Linked DNA regions of Sus scrofa: regions 2 and 3 are each linked to region 1. A link is a contact called in public Hi-C and promoter capture Hi-C data. All regions are on one chromosome and are shown on one strand. The core of a region is the stretch at or near the end of the contact, and the rest is flanking DNA. Distances in the headings are between cores, read along the strand shown. Region 1 holds the start of EXD1 (piRNA biogenesis protein EXD1). Region 2 holds the start of INO80 (DNA helicase INO80). Region 3 holds the start of OIP5 (protein Mis18-beta).

Evidence for each region. Promoter capture Hi-C pulls out the DNA fragments that hold promoters and counts their contacts. Hi-C and Micro-C count contacts between places; a contact is called where the count stands out from the background.
Region 2: a Hi-C map of skeletal muscle shows a contact between it and region 1, with 4 times the contacts expected there. The contact joins the promoter of INO80 here to the promoter of EXD1 in region 1. A contact is called at or near these places in 2 of 5 promoter capture datasets (fetal liver and liver), 12 of 47 Hi-C or Micro-C datasets (alveolar macrophages, blood, brain and 6 more) and 2 of 2 datasets of contacts at active chromatin or transcription factors (alveolar macrophages and skeletal muscle).
Region 3: a promoter capture Hi-C map of fetal liver shows a contact between it and region 1, with 2.1 times the contacts expected there. The contact joins the promoter of OIP5 here to the promoter of EXD1 in region 1. A contact is called at or near these places in 2 of 5 promoter capture datasets (fetal liver and liver) and 5 of 47 Hi-C or Micro-C datasets (blood, embryonic fibroblasts and liver).

What each region holds. Positions count from the first base shown.
Region 1 is chr1:130,110,210-130,114,453 of Sscrofa11.1, forward strand. It overlaps EXD1 (piRNA biogenesis protein EXD1), which reads left to right and starts at 2,252. Exons shown (of 11, transcript XM_021097534.1): 1 at 2,252-2,920. CHP1 (calcineurin B homologous protein 1) reads right to left here and starts at 2,252. Exons shown (of 7, transcript XM_013993169.2): 1 at 1,943-2,252. The coding sequence starts at 2,009.
Region 2 is chr1:130,199,939-130,204,182 of Sscrofa11.1, forward strand. It overlaps INO80 (DNA helicase INO80), which reads left to right and starts at 1,767. Exons shown (of 36, transcript XM_003121588.5): 1 at 1,767-2,087.
Region 3 is chr1:130,034,150-130,038,393 of Sscrofa11.1, forward strand. OIP5 (protein Mis18-beta) reads left to right here and starts at 2,329. Exons shown (of 5, transcript XM_003121583.5): 1 at 2,329-2,673; 2 at 2,926-2,992. The coding sequence starts at 2,352. NUSAP1 (nucleolar and spindle-associated protein 1) reads right to left here. Exons shown (of 12, transcript XM_021097458.1): 2 at 1,882-3,465. The coding sequence starts at 1,974.

The DNA.
Region 1 (4,244 bases), core at 1,002-3,501:
CTTTTATTTTAAGCACAAACACTTTAACTCTGGTGTCACCTAAGAAAGTAGTTCTCACAGGATTTATCGTTGTGGTACAGCAGAAATGAATCCGACAAGTATCCATAAGGATGCAGGTTCTATCCCTGGCCTTACTTATTGGGTCAGGGACCCAACATTGCTATGAGCTGTGGTGAAGGTCACAGACAAGCCTCGGATCCCGAGTTGCTGTGGCTGTGGCATAGGCTGGCAGCTGTACCTCCAATTTGACCCCTAGCCTGGGAACTTCCATATGCTACAGGTGTGGCCCTAAAATAAATAAATAAATGAAATAAAATAAAGTAGTTCTTATATTTACAAGTGTGGCCAGAGGTCACAGCCACAAAGTGTTAAAATTCTTGCCCATATTTCCACTCTTGGAGTCAGAGTAAGTCATAAAATGACCATAAGGTCAAGTGGCCAAACATACTGCACATTATAAACAGCTAACTATTTTCTGTCATTTGTTCAAAATCATAAAAAGGACTACTTTGGAAGGTGGAGTTCCCATTATGGCTCAGGAGTAATGAGCCTGACTAGTATCCAAGACGATATGAGTTTGATCCCCGGCCTCACTTGGTGGGTTAAGGATCCAGTGTTGCTGTGAGCTGTGGTGTAGGTAGAAAACGTGGCTCAGATCCCTTGTGGCTATGGCTGTGGCATAGGCCAGCAGTTGAAGCTCCAATTTGACCTCTAGACTGGGAACTTCCATATGCCGCAGGTTTGGCCCTAAAAAATAAAATAAATATAATAAAAAGAACTACATTGGAAGGTGGTGAGCTCACCATCCTTAAAGTCATTATGGAGAGACTTAATGACCATGAGTTTGGAGATGCTGAAAGCAGTAAACCAATCTGAGAAGGGATGAGACTAGATAAATAACATCCCTTCCAACTTGAAGATTCTAGAAAGTTAAACAGCATTTAATTTATCTCAGGCCACCACTGCCTGAGTAATTCTGAAGTTACCCAAGCACTCACTATTATCTGCAAATGGACCATTCGGTGACTTACTTGTCATCTCATTATCAAAGACAGGTATCCTAAAACTCAGAACCCAGATGCTTCCACAAATCATGTAAAATACATGAGTCATAATGGATTAGTGAGAAGAGAAAATATCATACGCATTATCGAGGGCCAGCTACACAAATATATGATGTTTTCTGGGATTCTGAAATCCCAAAGCCATGTTACCCCTTTCTGGTTAATGAGGAAGAGACTGGATTATTAAAGTCAGTTCCTAAAACAAATTCACACTGAGATTTTTGGAGCACATCCAGTTTCTATGGCGACTGCATAAAGTAAACCAGCATAATAGAAATCAATATATCTGAAATCAGGACAGCAAACATCCTCAGTGTAAATTTAAAAAACTGGTAGTCACAGAATCCGTACTTTCTCTCCACAAGTTCAAAATGAAAGAAGTCTCACTCTCAGATCCCTGACTCTTTAAGGTCTCCCATCAGCAGGTCATGTCTTCCAAAGCCTTACTATACGATCTCACTTTCTGTATTTATTTTTCTAGCTGAGGCAATAATTTGTTTGATTTCCCACCGTTGTCAGTAGCTGTAACACCCTGCCCAGAAACGTCACAGAAACGGACAGAATGTTTTCTACAGGATTCCTTCAGAAATTTGAGGTTGTTCCAGAAAGATAAAAAATTCGGAGACTTTCAAGTGCAAGAGGAGAAAAGAGCGGGATTACTTTGAGCAGGACAACCCCACAGGAGCCAGAGCCCCACTCTGGGTAGCTGTAGCTGTAAGAACTGGTTCTCCATCATCCCCGAAGCTCTAGCGCTGGAAACTTCCCAGGAACCCCACAACCTCCCGGCACCCCAGCTTCAGACTTCAGCTACAGTTACCCTCCCTCCTGAGGCCAACCGGCGGCGCCCGGCCGCGTTGCCACCCCCTACCCGAACTCACAGCCAGTCTCCTTCTTGATCTCCTCGAGCTCTTCGTCCCGCAGTAACGTGGAGGCCCGGGACCCCATCACTAAGCCGGGAGCTCCTCCGGGAGCAGGGGCGCCTGAAGCGACAGCGGCTGCAGGAGAGAGGGAAGAAGGGGAGGAAGGACCGGGGTCAAAAACGGAGAGGGCAGTATTTCTACTGAGGGCCGGGAAGGGAACCCAGGGGTGGCGCGCGGAGAAGGGCGGCCCAGAGGCCCAGCCAATTGGGAGTGAGACTGCGCCCGGCTCAGGAGCCGACGTCGACGTTCCTAGCTCCAGCCCCCGAATGAATCAGCCCAGCGCCAGGCCAGGTCTAGCTCAAAACGGACCACGCCCCCGGAACCATGATGCCACCGGCCTTAAATGGGCAATGCCACTCTGGCCTTAGAGACCGCAATTAAAAGGGCAACGCCTTGACCCACCGTTTTACAACACGCAGACCTGTGACATACAGCGTAGCCAACCCCTTTATCACAGAACTCTAATTCTAGAAACCCCACCCTACAACTGGCATGGATCGCGGAGAGAAACAATCAAAATAGACAAAACGTCGCTTGGGTGAAAGCCAGGGCGTGTCTCCTGGGAACTGCATGCTGGGAGTTGCATCTCATTTTTCCTGCCTGGGGGGCGCTCGGGTGCCAGCTTCGGGGCCGCGCGCTGATTGGCTCCTTGGGAAACAGCCGGGACCTTCTGTTCAGGCCGGTTGGCGTCCGCTCCGCTGCGTCGGTGTCCTGCGCTGCGTACTTTTCTGTAATTTGTTTTTTTCTGGACTGTCCTTTGGTAACAGCCACCGCGGGCTTGGAACTTCCCGAGAGTTCTTCCTTAACAGCAGTCCCTCTTTTGTTAGTTCAAGACTGAAGCGCGAGGAACTCACCATTTGGCTGAAATAGGGACCAGATTTCCTAAACTTCCGTCGGAGAAAAAAAAATCTAACGGTGGAGGAGAGAATTTCTAGTGTATGGCCCGCAGTTTGTTTTTAAGTTTCTTATTTTGCCTTAAAGATGAGGGATTTTGCATTTTGTTCTCATGGCATATTTTTGTTTTCCTGAAAACGCTTAAAGCCACTTGTTAAATTAGTACACCCTGCCAGGTGAACCAGATCTTTAACTGTGGCTTCAGTGCCTTTACACCCCTTCACTCGATTGTTGGGCTTATTACAGAACAGATTTGAATTATGGAAGAACCAAATTTTGACCTCTGTCACTTAGTACCTAAGTACTAGAAGGCTATTTTAGCGAGCTGCCCAAGTCAACTTAGATTACTAGTTTTTAAGCTTTACCTAAGGCTTTGATAGATTGGCATGAGATCAAGTTTATAGTCTTACTGAGTTTGTTTTCGTGATTGACTTACTCTGTTTTGTCCTAATAATGTCTGCCGTCATACACAGAATGTAGCATTTTGGATATGCTCGTCTAGACCACAGGAGCTTCCTTTTATCCTGCGAGTATGAGTATGGTAGAAAAAGTTTGATGTCAGCGACATGTGTCCATTTTCTGAGTCTGCCTTGAAGCCTGTCTCTGGATCCTGACCTTACTTGTTCTTCCAAATTTTGAATCTTACCTTTTGCAGCTGTCCTCAAGGCTTTCTTTGCTTTGTGTTGTTTTTCTGATTTACTTTAACATTTCTTAAATTTCCTTATTGTCCAAGCATTTCACAAACTTGTTTCTTATGTTTTTAAAAATACAGATGATTATCTCTATGAAGGGCTGGTATTTCCAGTTTTAGGTTCGCTGTTATTTCTGTAAAAATTCCCCTTTGCCTGTTGGATTAGTGAGCAAAGAAGAATGGTCTTTCCAGGTGCTCTGGTGACTTGTTTTATGCTGTCTCTGAATGCATAACACCAGGGATCTCGTAGGGGTTTTAGTTCAAGTTTCAAGTTCTAGCTCTGTGACTTTGGGCAGGTGTCTTACATCTTTAAGCGTCAGTCCTACATCTGTAAATTAGGTAATTATTGAGGCATTAAATAATTTTTGTGAAAGCACTTGCTAGACCTTAAATTTTAAAATGTGTTTTTCTGGTTAAAAATGATAACTTCTCATCTTCTTTCTAGTTGAATTGGGCCTTATTTAGTCAATGTTTTATAGTTAAATAAGTTGCAAAATTCACTTGTTGTCTATGCCTAGTGTGGCAAAAGCAAGCCACTTTTAAATTTAAACCATTCTCATCTTCTTCCTAGTTGAACTGGGCCTTAGTTATTTGGTCAATGTTTTATAGCTAAAGTAAATGGAAAATTCACTGGTTGACTGTTCCTAGTGTGGCAAAGGCAAGCCACTTTTAAAT
Region 2 (4,244 bases), core at 517-3,016, 89 kb after region 1:
GCTACAGCTCTGATTGGACCCCTAGCCTGGGAACCTCCATATGCCACTTGGGAGCTGCCCTAGAAATGACAAAAAGACAAAATAAATAAATAAATAAAAAGTCCAATACTGAAATATTGACAATCCTGCTACTTTGTTTCCCATTCTTTCTTTCTTCTCACTTGCCCCACGTAAAACATCATTCACTTTAATTTCTGGTTTATCTTTCCCTTCCCCAAATGAACAGGTATTTGTGTTTTCTTTGTCTCCTTCTTTCCTTCACAAAGGGTGTATGTTATTTTTTAGGGCCGAATCTGTGGCATATGGAGGTTCCCAGGCAAGGAATCAAATCGGAGATACAGCTGCCAGCCTGCGCCACAGCCACAGATCTGAGCCGCCTCTGCAACCTACACCATAGCTCATGGTGACGCTAGATCCTTAACGCACTGAGGGAGGCCAGGGATCAAACCCACAACCTCAGGGTTGCTAGTTGAATTAGTTTCCGCTGCGCCATGACGGGAACTCCCCTTTAAGCAAAATTAATTCTTTTTTTTTGGTCTTTTCTAGGGCCGCTCCTGCGGCATATGGAGGTTCCCAGGCTAGGGATATAATTAGAGCTGTAGCCACTGGCCTGCGCAAGAGCCACAGCAACTCGGGATCCCAGCCGCGTCTGCGACCTACACCACAGCTCACAGCAATGCAACACCACAGCTCACAGCAATGCCGGATCTTTAACCCACTGAGCAAGGCCAGTGATAGAACCTGCAACCTCATGGTTCCCAGTCGGATTCGTTAACTACTGAGCCAGGACGGGAAATCCAGCAAAATTAATTCTTTAAAGTCCAGTGAATTCGGCCCAAGAAGGCTTCTCAGTGACCTTAACCAAACTCTGTTCTGCTTAAATGCTAAGGGCCAGACTGAAATGAATTAAAACATGAGACCCGAGGGAAATGAAATAGAATCCTTAACTTTCACTAAATTCCTCTAATCCTTATTTGCACTCAAGCTGTACACTAGATACTTCTCAACATACATGCTGCTCATTGAGCTATATTAACTTAAGTAAATGTGGGTTGCAGGAGTCTCAAACTACGGAGTTGGCACAGACAAATCAATTTCAGAGGTTCACTGAGTGAGTGTGAGAAGAGGGAGAGACTTCTGATGACAGGTCTGTGTTTCTAAGTGCTTGAATCTTAAAGCCTTCATTTATGCATCCTGTCCAAACTAAGAGTAGTTCTACACAGCAGGCATTTTCCCGAAAAATGTACAACTCCGCCCAAAGGTGCCAAAAACAGGATAAAATACCACGCCCAAGCCTATCCTTTCACTCAAGTGATCTCAGCAGTGCTTAGTAGCCCCTAACAAACTAATCACAAGAACCCTCCCAGATCCAGTCTGCGGATTGAACGTTCCCAAGATCCCGGGATGTTTCGATTGACGTTACTTCCGGGAAAAGTAACCTTTCTTCGGCGGTTGCAGGCCTGAAGAGGTCTCGCGACATTTGCTCCCGCGAGATCTGCTTGCTCACTCTAGCGATGACATCCTCCTCCTCCTCCTCGCCGCCTTTCGGCAATCTTCGCCAGTCCCAGCCCCGACCAATCTGCACTCAGATGGCATGGATCAGGGTCTCCCCCCCGAACCCCGGTCTGCGCGGGGCGTCAGGCGGCAGCTGCGGGGTGCGAGCTGCACGAGGTCGACAGCAGCGGCACTGCGGACGGCCACGGGCTGGCAACGAGCAGGGAGCGTGGGCGGGGCAGGGGTAAGCCCGCTGAGTAGCAGTTCGATTGTTCTGGCCTGGCTATGGCGCCTCTCCTCCCCCCCGCCATGGCTCCCCGTGTCCCTGCTCCGCTCCTCTCAGTGAGTGAAAGTGGCCGCCGCCGCCGCCGGCCCAGCGCCCGCAGCCGCCTCAGCGCCGCCGCCATCTTGGGGTCCCAGGAGCCGCCGAGGGAGCGAGCTAGGAGCGTCCACGCCCAACGCAGTCACCGTCCCACGGCCTCAGAGAGCAAACCGCGGCTCCACCGTCGGCGGGGCGACCCCCCCCTCCGGACCCCGCCCGCACTCCGCCCCCCCTCCGCCGCCGCCGCGGCGGCGGGGCCCGGCGGCCCGAGGTGAGGCGACTAGACGTGGGCGGGCGAACGGAGGGGGGGTTGTGTAGGCCCCGTTGCGCCCCTCTCTGCGGGCGACGACTGGGCCGCGTCTTAAAGGGGCCGTCGCCCCCGGCCCTTGGATTTGTTGGGGTTAGTAAGGAGGATGGGTATGGACACTCCCCACAAGATTAGGACCTCAGGGGACCTGGGCCTCGTCCTTTCCTCCTCCTGCCTCTGGAGACCTGGGGTCACGCGGTGACCTCAGCCAGCCTAGGAAGCCCGTGGGGCGCCCACACGTGGGGAGTGTGTTAGACCAGGTGCACGTGGGACCCGGTGGGGCGGTGTCGGGCTAACACGTGTGTGGGTTTGGGGGTGGGGTGGGGCAGGGCGGGGGCTGGTTTGGCTCAAGTGGGAACCTGGTGAGGGCTATATCTGTCCTTTTAAGCAGATGAGCTCTAAGGGCTTGACAGTGTGTCAGTTTATGGGGAACAAGTTGAGATCTGGGTGTATGGTGCACGCTGCTCGTTGGTGTTGGGTGGGGGCAGCCCAACACGTGCGCAGACTGAGGAGTGTGTAGGTGTCACCCCTTTCAGTCTTTTAGGCTTTTTTTAGGGCGTCTAGGCAAGTGTCATCCAATTTGACATTCCTTCTTGAGGTTGCTGATAAAAACTACTACTTCCGTAATCACCGAGGATGGAAGCCCCCTACAGTTGAGGAGTGAAAGATCCTAAGAAAACACTCACTATTTTAGTTAACAGCCAGCTGTGCCTGAGTTCTTTGATCCAAACACTGTCTGTAGTTTTACGTTCATATAGTTGCTGGAAGGAATGGAAGAAGAAAATAGGAATTTGACCTTCCTAACGTCACAAGTAACCAGCTTACTTTTCCAATCAGTGACTTTCATGACTTCCTTTCCCAAAGAAATTTTCATCGTGGTTTACTAGTGCCAGCTTTTTATTATATATTTTTAAAGTAACAGCTTTATTGAGATATAATTCACATACTGAAAAGCTCAGCCTTTTGAAGTGTACAGTTCCATGATTTTTGGTATACTAATAGACTTGTACAGCAGTCACCACTATAATTCATCACCCCCAAAAGAAGCCCCCTTAGCAGTTACTCTCTACTCTCCTTCCCTTGGCCCCTTTTAACCACTAATTTTTCTGTCTGTGTAAATTTGCCTAGTCTGGATATTTCACATAAACATAATTATACAATATTTTTGTGGCTGTCTTCTTTCACTTTACCATGTATTCAAGGTTCATCCATGTTGTAGCATGTATAAGGATTTAGTTCCTTTTTATTGCCAAATGTTCCAATTCCAGTTGTGTTTTATGCTTGAAATTCTCAAACTCTTCCTATAAAACATCAACTCGAGATTATTATATATGGTAAAAGTTACCTACCTACCAGATTCTAAAATGAACTTGTGTTTTTTAAGGATTAAATTCTATTATTTTGGTTCATTATGTTCTTTCCCTCTACATTTTGTAACAGAAGAATCCAAGTCAATTTTTAAAGATCTCTGTTTTTTAATAAGAAATAACTGTGAAACTCATAAAGATGATTAGAAGGTTCATGACTGATAAAAACTTTCTGAGTACATTAAGGTGGAAATGTGATTCAGTCTCAGCAACATACTATAAACCATGGCATTATAATTTCACTTAATGAAAGTTTGTCATAGCATTGCCAAGGGAAAGTATCATAACAGTTTTTGACTGCTGTTACTTGTGAAGAAAGACATAGGGCTATGAAAAGCCTAACAGACATCTTTTCTGCCCACAAGGTTAAAACTGGCTTGAAGAGTTAACATGTCAACATAAAAGTTCCGAAAAAATACAAACAATGGGATGCAGTGAATTTTAGAGTGGACAGAAAGGTATAGGGTTAATAGAAAACTTCGAATTTATGTAGGGAAATAAGTGAAGTTGATGACAAGTTTTAAAGTTGCATCTTAAGCATAAGGATTTATGCTTCTGCTAGGCTGTAGCGTGCAGAAGAGAAGAGCGTGGCTGTTAATTCTTACTAAACACCTTTTATGAGCACTGATCCTAATCATGAGGGCTCCAGTCCTATGTAATACTATTTATCACCCGGGAGGTTAGGATTTCAACATAAGAGTTGGGGGGAAGGGAGGACACAAACATTTGGACCATGGCTGTACGTTAAGTCGGA
Region 3 (4,244 bases), core at 1,079-3,578, 76 kb before region 1:
GCTAGGGGTCGAATCAGAGCTGCAGTTGCCAGCCTACACCAACAGCACCACAAGATTTTTAACCCACTGAGAGTGGCCAGAGATTGAACATGCATCCTCATGGATACTAGTCAGATTCTTTTTTTTTTTTTGTCTTTTGTCTTTTTGTTGTTGTTGCTATTTCTTGGGCCGCTCCCGCGGCATATGGAGGTTCCCAGGCTAGGGGTTGAATCAGAGCTGTAGCCGCTGGCCTACACCAGAGCCACAGCAAAGCAGGATCAAAGCCACATCTGCAGCCTACACCACAGCTCACGGCAACGCCGGATCGTTAACCCACTGAGCAAGGGCAGGGACCGAACCCGAAACCTCATGGTTCCTAGTCGGATTCGTTAACCACTGTGCCACGACGGGAACTCCCCCTAGTCAGATTCTTAACCCACTGAGCCACAATGGGAACTCCCAGAAACAAGGACTTAAAATAAAAAGCATAACCACAATACCATGATCATACTTAAAATTAACAATACCATCATATAATTTAATACCTAGTCCATGTTTAATTTTCTCCAATTATCTCAAAAGTTTTTTTATAGTTGGTTATAATAATGCCTTGTAAAATCAAATTTGTCTGGGAAATAGTATCCCTCACCAAATATTTATTGACACCTACTATGTGCCAGATACTGAATGGCAGGCAGGTACTGGGGTCTGTAGTGACAAGAAATACTGTTCAAAGAACTTAACTTTTAGTAGAAGAGAGAACATACCTACAAAAATTGCCAGTGGAAGGTGGAAAGCCTACAGGGTCTCAAAGAGAGTGATAACATTCTTGTTGGACTGGAGAGTAATTGGGAATTATTCATGCACATGAAGGAGAGAAAAAAGGATCTGAGATTAAAGGGCCAAAATTAGCAAAGAAAGGATGATGGACAAAGGTGCCAAGTGTTCAGGGATCAGTACAGTTTGGATGGTGCTTTGGGTAAAAGAGTCCAGCCAGATTACAAAAATAATTTAGAGATTTAAGGTACAGAATTAAGGTTTGTTTATAAAAATATTGAGGAGCAATTAAACACAATAGCTCAGAAATATTTCCAAAGATAGTCCTTTATCATTTAGCCCCAACAGGTGCAGAGACAGATTATTTTCTTTAAACCACCTAGAAACACTTGTGAGGACTGATTTAGGCATTCATTCAGTGTAAATACGACAGCTTGCTGAACAAATCTCCAGAGTATACATTAATACTGTGTGGGAAAACTCCTCTAGAATATAAAAAACTTCAATCCCAAATTAAAACCCTGCATTTCCCCAAGGGGTTTGCAGTCTCGGAGTCAAAGACTTTACCGGCTTTGACTAGAACACTACCACAGCAGTGGCCAATGAAGGAACTATCCTACTAGATCAGAGCTGTTATAAAAACTTTTCCAAGGTGATGAGAGGGGTCCTCTAAAAGTTCTTTCTTCCAGGTTCCCCATGAAAATAGATTTGGGGCGCTGTTATAACACAAAAAGTGTTCGTTGTTTGCAGTTTTCCAGAAGCCTAGGCAATTATTTCTGCGACTGCCTAACAATCGGCATTTAGAAGCAGCATTCCTTTCGCTTTCTAAGCCTGCGTTTTGTAATTGAAGCCCTGACAATTACTATCGAGTACTTCAAAAAAAAACCCAAGCCAAACCCTTTTGGAGCCGGGGCCTTCGTGAGCCTCCAAAAAAGTCAGCCGCAACATAAGCTGAAAACTACGGCTCCCTTTCGGTTTTGCAAAGTTACTAGGACCCTTGGGTGAACCAAACCAACCGCCCCAGGGCCAGGACAGCCGCCTCAGTCTTTCAGGTTCCCCCCACCCAGCCCCCATCGAGTCTTGAAAAGGCCGCTCATACTACCCCACCCGCCACCGGCCCCATACCCTGAGATTAGCCCGGAGGCCCAGATTCTTGGCCAAGTTCTGCAGGTCACTGTATTTGAAGGAGTCCAGCTCCTCCAGGGAGGACACAATCATGGCGAACTGCAATCCAGGCGACCACGAAGAAGATCAGTAACCCCCTCTCCAAAGCACGGTTGAAAACTCTGGCGCGGCTCGAAGCGTTAACCAAACCGAATTTTATAGAGAGTTTAAATTACGAATGATGCACTTCCATTGGTTAAAACTGCCTCATAGGCAGGGTCTCCCGGTATTGACCAATAGAAAGGCTTATTTCCCCTCCCAGTGACGCACATTCTCCTCCACCCCTCGCCAACACCTGGGCGCCAAACAGTGTGTCCAGGCAACGAGTGCGCGGCAGAAACCCCGATACACGTTGTCCAATGAGGACTCAGGAACTGAGCTTGGGGCGGGGCCTGGCGCGTCTTTGAAACGGAGGCGGGGGCTGCGGGAAGATGGCGGCGCGGCCGCGGAGGCATCGCTCGTGCTATCCAAGGCAGTCGCGGCGTGACTTTTGTGATGGCCCTAAGAAGGCGACTGACGAAACTTCTCTTACGACTTCCATGGAGTGGGACACGCAGGTGGTGAAGGGGTCTTCGCCGCTTGGCCCCGCTGGGCTCGGGCCGGAGGAGCCCCCAGCGGCCCCGCGGCTGCCATGGTGGCTGCAGCCCGAGAGGTGCGCCGTGTTCCAGTGTGCGCATTGCTACGCTGTGCTCGCCGACTCGGTGCACCTCGCATGGGACTTGTCGCGGTCCCTTGGAGCCGTGGCCTTCTCCAGTGAGTGGGAGCAGTGTCTGGGGAAGGCGTAGGCGGGTCGAGAGGGAGTTGCGGCTTTTTATTGGGGGCTTAGAACTCACGGGGAAGAAAACGAGTTGAAAATTTGAAAGAAATGAACTCCTTTGCCAGGGGTGGGTGGGGGCGACTTTTCGTAGTTTTTTTTTGTGGCTGTGATGAGTCTTTCTGGAAGGAAGAGGTTTCCCCTTTCATTGCCTCACAGGTAGTCATTCTGACCCGTGTTTGTTTTCCTAGGAGTCACAAATAACGTAGTTTTGGAAGCTCCTTTCCTAGTTGGCATTGAAGGTTCGCTCAAAGGCAGGTACGTACTGAGAATTCCAGATGGTCATTAAGTCATTCCCAGATTTAATGAGACCGAGGGGGGAATGGAACCGACTTGCACGAGGAGAAAACAGTTTATTCCTACCTTGTGCTAGAAGAAAAGTTTCTTCCATCCATATCTGAAGGATTCTCCTTTTACCTGATTGAGTCTTGTACGAGGTTGATATAGCAATGAAATGGAAAAGCTGTATTTGTGTGTAGGTTTTAAAGTCTGAGGGCCACATCTACCTCGCGCCTTGTGGAAGTGAGTTTAAGAAAGTTATGTCTGGAGTTCCCATCCTGGCGCAGTGGTTAACGAATCCGACTAGGAACCATGAGGTTGTGGGTTCAATCCCTGACCTCGCTCAGTACGTTAAGAATCCAGTGTTGATTTGAGCTGTGGTCTAGGTTTCAGACTTGGCTCGGATATGATGTTGCTGGGAACCTTCCCCTTCATATGCCTCCGGTATGGCCCTAAAAAAACAAAACAAAAAAATGTGGCCATTCTGAATTGAAATATGCTGTGATTAAAGTTTTGAAGAATTTTAAAATATTGATTATATGTTGAAATGATATTTTTGAATAACAGGTAGCATAAAATATATTAAAAATAATTTTGGAGTTCCCATCGTTAAGCGGTTAACCAACCCAACTAGGATCCATGAGGGCACAGGTTTGATCCTTGGCCTTGCTCAGTGGGTTAAGGATCCAGTGTTGCCATGAGCTGTGGTGTAGGTGGCAGACACGGCTCGGATCCCGCATTTCTGTGGCTGTGGTATAGGCCGACAGCTACAGCTCCAATTCAACCCCTAGCCTGGGAACCTCCATATGCAGTGGGTGTGGCCCTAAAAAGACAAAACAAAAAAAACAAAAAAAAAAACTTTCACCTGTTGACAGATTTTTTTTTTTTTTTTTTTTGTCTTTTTGCCATTTCTTGGGCTGCTCACGTGGCATATGGAGGTTCCCAGGCTAGGGGTCGAATCTAAGCTGTAGCCACTAGCCTACGCCAGAGCCACAGCAACACAGGATCCAAGCTGTGTCTGCAACCTACACCACAGCTCATGGCAACGCCGGATCCTTAACCCACTGAGCAAGGCCAGGGATCAAACCCTCAACCTCATGGTTCCTAGTCAGATTCGTTAACCACTGAGCCATGACAGGAACTCCGACAGAAAATTTTTTAAGCAAGACTGATAGAAAATATAAAATTACTTATGTGGCTTGTATTCTTTTTTTTTTTTTTTTGTATTTTT